Linked DNA regions of Rattus norvegicus: region 1 is linked to region 2. A link is a contact called in public Hi-C data. All regions are on one chromosome and are shown on one strand. Each heading gives the region's core, a stretch centred on a gene start, on an enhancer-like site or on the middle of the called end of the contact. The rest is flanking DNA. Distances are from core to core; before and after follow the strand shown.

Region 1 (2,747 bases), core at 124-2,623, 330 kb after region 2:
CTTGGGGAGGGAGGAGCCCAGTGCATTTGTTCAGTTTCAGGGATTTCCTAAAGCTTTTGAGTTGTTCACTTCCTTAATCTTAAGGAGGTTTCCCTATCAGATGAAATGTTTTATCAGGGAGAGAACTGATGTAAATGGGGTAATTGAGAATAAAAAGCTGAGGGGACACTGAGAAAAACCAGTCTCCTGAGAAAACACTGAGATGGGGTATCTTATTGACTTCAAGGGAAATTCATTCTGGAACAAGCATTTGTCTAAATGTGTTTTGCTCACAGGAAAAAGTATCAACCAAGGTGTCTGCACCACATTCCCAGAACTCTATCTCTCCACCCTCCAAGACCTACCCTCCTTCCTGACAGGATGCTTGCTTAGCTTCTGGTCTCCATTTTGTGGGGTTCCCCTGCTGCACTCACAGGGTGGAGGTCTCTAGGAGTGGCTTTATAACCAAATACTCTCTCCTCTGTTTTTCACAGTTGACTATTAAAAAAACAAAACAAAACAAGAAATGGGATGTATGTGTCCATTGCAGGAGACAGCGTGGGGAATACGACCTGTCTGGAACATTTACAATTGGGAGGAACCGGCCTGTCTGAAATGCTCTGCAAACCTCCATGTTCATTCTAGCCAAACCCCATGCAGTTTGGTGTAGTGATGACGCCAGCCCACCCTTTCCCAGGAAAGTTACTTCCTGTCTGGCAGTGAGCTTTCCTGAGTGGTGAGCCTTCTGCTTCCTCACCTGCTCCCCACCCGCTGGGGTAGAGGCCTTTCTCTCTTGCATAAGGGACATGGAGAACTTAAGAACCTGTTCCCAGGCAGTTGAGTCTTTATGACCTGCAATCCCATGGTTTCATCAGCCCCAGTGATTTATAGAAATTGATGCTGTCATCTGATAGGAGCTGTGGGGAAGAAACTGTCCCAGACACTGGCCCTTTATTTTCCATCAGTGAGGGAAGAGTTGTTTACGAGTAGTCTGCATTTTGAACTCTTTGTTCCACGGCTTGATGACAACCGCGGGTGCACTGAGTCACCCACAGACCTCAGAGACTCAGCCCCGAGGTCTGTGACTAATGGCTTCAGTGAAAAAAAAAAATGCTAAGCTTAAAAAAAAAATAGAAAAAGGAAAAAGCAAACAAGCAAAGAACTCGGTGGGCTTCCAGCCCTGGCGATGGCTGGCAGGAATGGACCTGGAGCAAGCAAAGGGTGGGATTAGAGCTCAGTAGCTGGAGCGTCTTGGTGTCCATTTCCTGGGTTTGGTAGTGGCAACTTTGGAAGTGCTTTTCTTCCTGCGGGTTCAGTTTGCAAAGCTGTAAAGTATTAAGTGGCTGTAAATAGAGCCGGCTGGGAATTGTCAAACTCAATGCTCTAGCGCCCTCTGCTGGAGCCAAATGATATCAAGTTTTTTTCTTTGAAGGAATTACTGATTCTATTGCCCTGGGGTGTGTGTCAGAGAGAGGGACAGGAAGGAGAGATAGAGATAGAGATAGAGATAGAGATAGAGATAGAGATGGAGATGGAGATGGAGATGGAGATGGAGATGGAGATGGAGATGGAGATGGAGAGGGAGAGGGAGAGGGATAGGGATAGGGGGAGGGGGAGGGAGAGGGAGAGGGAGAGGGAGCGAGGGAGGGGGAGGGGGTAATTAGACTTTTAGGAGGTAGGCCCTCCGTGGCTGGACAGTTCAGTGGTTAGGCACATATGCTTCTCTTCTAGATGACCAGAGTTCAGTTCCCAGCATCCATGTTGGGTGGCTTACAACACACTCTTTTCTGGCCTCAGCAGGAACCCTTGCATACACAAGCGTGCACACACACATACACACACACACACACACACACACACACACACACATTATTGGGGAATGATGTTGTAGATGTTGGGAATGCCTCTTCCATCTCTCTCTCTCTCTCTCTCTCTCTCTCTCTCTCTCTCTCTCTCTCTCCTTCCTGGCCACAGTAAGAGGGGAGCCGCCTCCACCGTGTGTTCCTCTTGTGAGGTGCTGTGTCACCACAGACACAATTCAGTGGCGTTGGTGACCACAGCTGTGACGTCCTGGCAGGAATAAAGTTACTGTAACAAGAACCCTGCATCCTCCCTTTGGCCATCAGAGCAGCAAAGTTGCACACCAGGGAGTTGACAGGGGAAGGAAAAGGCTGAAACTGGCGCCAGCGGGGAGGGAAGCTGGTCTCCTGGTGAGAGGTTTACAGTGAGTCAGGGTGCTTCTCCAGGGAGACTGGAGCTGAGGCGTGTTGCCAGATGGGCGTACACCTGGACAGGGACATATCACTGGTGCTGTATTTAAGCCAGGACCCCAGAAGATGGACTTAGGGGGCCCACGGCCCTCTGTGTTCCGATTCCTGGTGTGGTTAAATGGATTGGCTAAGTCTCCATTCTCTGCTTTGCACCACTGTGTCTTCCATTGGATACTGAAACAAGTGGCCGGACCTGGCTTGTTAGGCTGTCCAAGGGCCTAGGCTTCAACCCTCACTCCAGGGACAAGGCCAAGATAAGCCTTTCCTCCTTTGAAGTTGGTTTTCCGGGGTATTTGTCACAGGGTTGGGAAACTGATTGGCACAACGTGTAAACCTATCAGCTTTAAAAGTCTGTGGCTCTTACACACACACATCCATGTGTGGAAAGACAAGTGTTGATTAGTGTGCATGCAGTGCTCTTAAATTGAGGTCGTTCAGAGGCGTTGTGTTCTTTGGCGTGTGTGCCTGCATGCATGTGTGCATGCATGTTCATGTGTT
Region 2 (2,700 bases), core at 194-2,693:
TGTGTGAGAGAATCAGTAACCTACCACCCCACTTATCTCTGGAGTGCTGGCTTGCAGTTATGGTTGCTCAGTGGTTCAGTAGAATTGGAGGACTGGAAGTAATGGAATTGCTGTTCATGTCTAGTTGGTCGATTGTCTGTCTGTCTGTCTGTCTGTCTGTCTGTCTCTCTCTCTCTCTCTCTCTCACACACACACACACACACACACACACACACACGTATTTGCGTGTGTATGCATGTCCTGATTGAAGACACAGCTTCCTTAATGAAGAAGGCTGGATGTTGTTTGTGAATCTGTTCATTTTTAAACAAGATGGTGACCCAGAATTCCCTGTCTAGCCAGGATGACTTTGAATTCTAGCTCCTCCTGCCCCTACCTCTTGAGTGCTGGGGATTTCAAGTGTGAGCCACCACAGCAGTTTGCTTCAGTGCCGGGGTCAGATCAAGGCCTCGTGCATGGTAGACAAGCGCTCTACCAAATCAGCTGCACCTCCCACCCCAGGCTGAGCTTTGATGGAGCTGAGGGGTGGGAACCCCTAAAGCATGCCAGTCTGTGTGGCAAGCCCCTTCCTAAGCAAGGGTGACCTCAGCGACTTTATTCTCACAAATGCCTACCAAGAAGGGAAACTGAGGCGGAAAGCCATGGAGGAAAGTGGCCTATCTTGGGTGAGTGGGGTCAGGGAGTTGGGATGGAGACAGGGATTTCCATCTCTGTAGTCACCAGTGGGCCCTGTTGTGGCATCCTTTGGTGAAAACCAGAGAGCCTGATTTTCCATCATTCTGACACACAGCCTGATATATAGATAGATAGATAGATAGATAGATAGATAGATAGATAGATAGATAGATAGATACAGACAGAGACAGGCAGAGAGAGACAGAGAGTGTGCATGTGTGAGAGAGACAGGGAGAGAGAGAGAGAGAGAGAGAGAGAGAGAGAGAGAGAGAGAGAGAGAATAGCAGGCTTGATTGTCTGCAGCTGATGTCCCTAGTGAGTGTGTGTGTGTGTGTGTGTGTGTGTGTGTGTGTGTGTGTGAGAGAGAGAGAGAGAGAGAGAGAGAGAGAGAGAGAGAGTATAGCAGGCGTGACCGTAGCAGGCATGACTGTCTTCATGCAGCAGCAGCTGAGCCCCAAGCACTTCTGCAGAGTTGCTCAGAGCTGATGAAACTGGAAACTTCTCAGAAGACCAGAAGTGTGGTCAAGCACCCAGCTTCCTGGCTTTTAAGAGCCTCTGCCAGACAGAGTATTCTTCAGCACTCCCCGAGACAAACTACAGAGGACAATGTCACCCGAGTCTGCCCATGTGCAGTGTTACAGAGGCACCGTGTGAAGGGCGTGGATGAGGAGGCTCCCCCTGGAGTAGCCTCTCTGCAAAGCCCACCTCTTCAGCTTCCCTACCATACCTCAGCAGGGACTGGAGCTCGAGGATCACTTCTGCAGCATTGCCTACTTCTACTCCCCCTGGTCTGCAGGAGGAAAAAGGCCTTCAGCGACTTGGATGATCCCCTAGACGAGACCAGAGTACAGAGTGTTCTCGAATCCAGGCCTCTGGTTGGCAGCCGTGTCTTCTTCCAGTAAGCTCGCTGGGCAGAGCTTCACAGAAGTGTGTAGATAAGCGTTTACACCGTCTTGGTCCGAGTTTTGGCATAGAGTGGATGTGTCACCTCTTGTTCTTAGTAAGACGGTTTTCACTTAGGGCACATTTCACAATGGTGGCTTTCATGTCTTTGAAACCCAGCTAGCTCTGTCCCACTTGTTAACGGCCGCCGCAAGGCTTGCTCCATCTACCGTGTTTTGCAATGGATGCCATCAGCTGCTTCCAAAGTCCTGACCATATTTAATGGAGCACCCCCACCGCCACCATTTTTAATGGAGCCTCCTGACTCCTGCCACCTTGGGCTTGCCTCCCTTCCTCCTGAACCACCCACATCTACGGCTGAATCTGAATGCACAGAGGAACACTTAGTGCCTGACATGTGCGCCTTATGTGGCTAAATTTGAAGACATGCTTCCGGGTTTTTTTTTGTTTTGTTTTTTGCAATAACACACTTACAACACATCCCTGAGTCATCTGGAAAGCCTTTGAAACACGTCTCTCCTCTGGGGAGAACTTGTAAGCAGTGTCCCTTCTCTCTTAGCTTGGACAGAGCTATTTCACCTTCTGGCTCCTGTGCGATAAAACCATCCCTTCTCTAGGGTATGTGACCCTCTTTTATTACCCAGTTTCCTCCCCCCAAAAAAACAGAACCACCGAATCAGCGTTTGGAGAATTAAGCCAGGCATATTTTGTGTTAAGTGTGGATGAAGGAACCACAAAAGCAAGAGCCTGGCAGGAGTGGAGGGGGAGGGGCTGGGGGACAGCAGCAGTCTCAGACCCTACTCCTCCGGCAGGAAAGGAGTCAATGTTTGGTGGGATAAAGGATTTCAAAAGTCAAAGCTGAAGTGCCACCCTAGACCACCAGCCCATCCTGTGAAGAACTGAGAACAAACCATGCAAACGACCAACCTACAGGTCTCTAGGAACCATTTGATCTGCTCTGCAGATTTTAATTAAAAGATATAGGATGGAGCAGAGCAGTGGGAACGCCCACCATTAAGTCCAGCACTTGGGAGGCAGAGGCAGGCAGACCTCTGTGAGCTCAAGGCCAGCCTGATTTACAGACAGCCAAGGCTACCCAGAGAAACTCTGTCCTGAAAAAAT

The links. A called contact is a pair of places that touch in the nucleus more often than the background predicts.
Region 1: a contact with region 2 is called in a Hi-C map of the Rat2 cell line, with 4 times the contacts expected there. The contact joins two enhancer-like sites. A contact is called at or near these places in 12 of 12 Hi-C or Micro-C datasets (the A7r5 cell line, the Rat2 cell line, Schwann cells and 7 more) and 1 of 1 datasets of contacts at active chromatin or transcription factors (oligodendrocytes).

The regions. Positions count from the first base shown.
Region 1 is chr17:12,752,543-12,755,289 of GRCr8, forward strand. No RefSeq gene overlaps it. Among named protein-coding and RNA genes, the nearest start is that of Syk, 59 kb to the right of the region's middle. Within about 2 kb of position 1,374, at least 50 of the 93 cell types and tissues checked have an H3K27ac peak or open chromatin away from gene starts, as enhancers often do.
Region 2 is chr17:12,427,453-12,430,152 of GRCr8, forward strand. LOC108353155 (a long non-coding RNA gene) reads right to left here. Exons shown (of 2, transcript XR_005495436.2): 1 at 1,403-2,700. Among named protein-coding and RNA genes, the nearest start is that of Nfil3, 3.6 kb to the right of the region's middle. Within about 2 kb of position 1,444, at least 1 of the 93 cell types and tissues checked has an H3K27ac peak or open chromatin away from gene starts, as enhancers often do.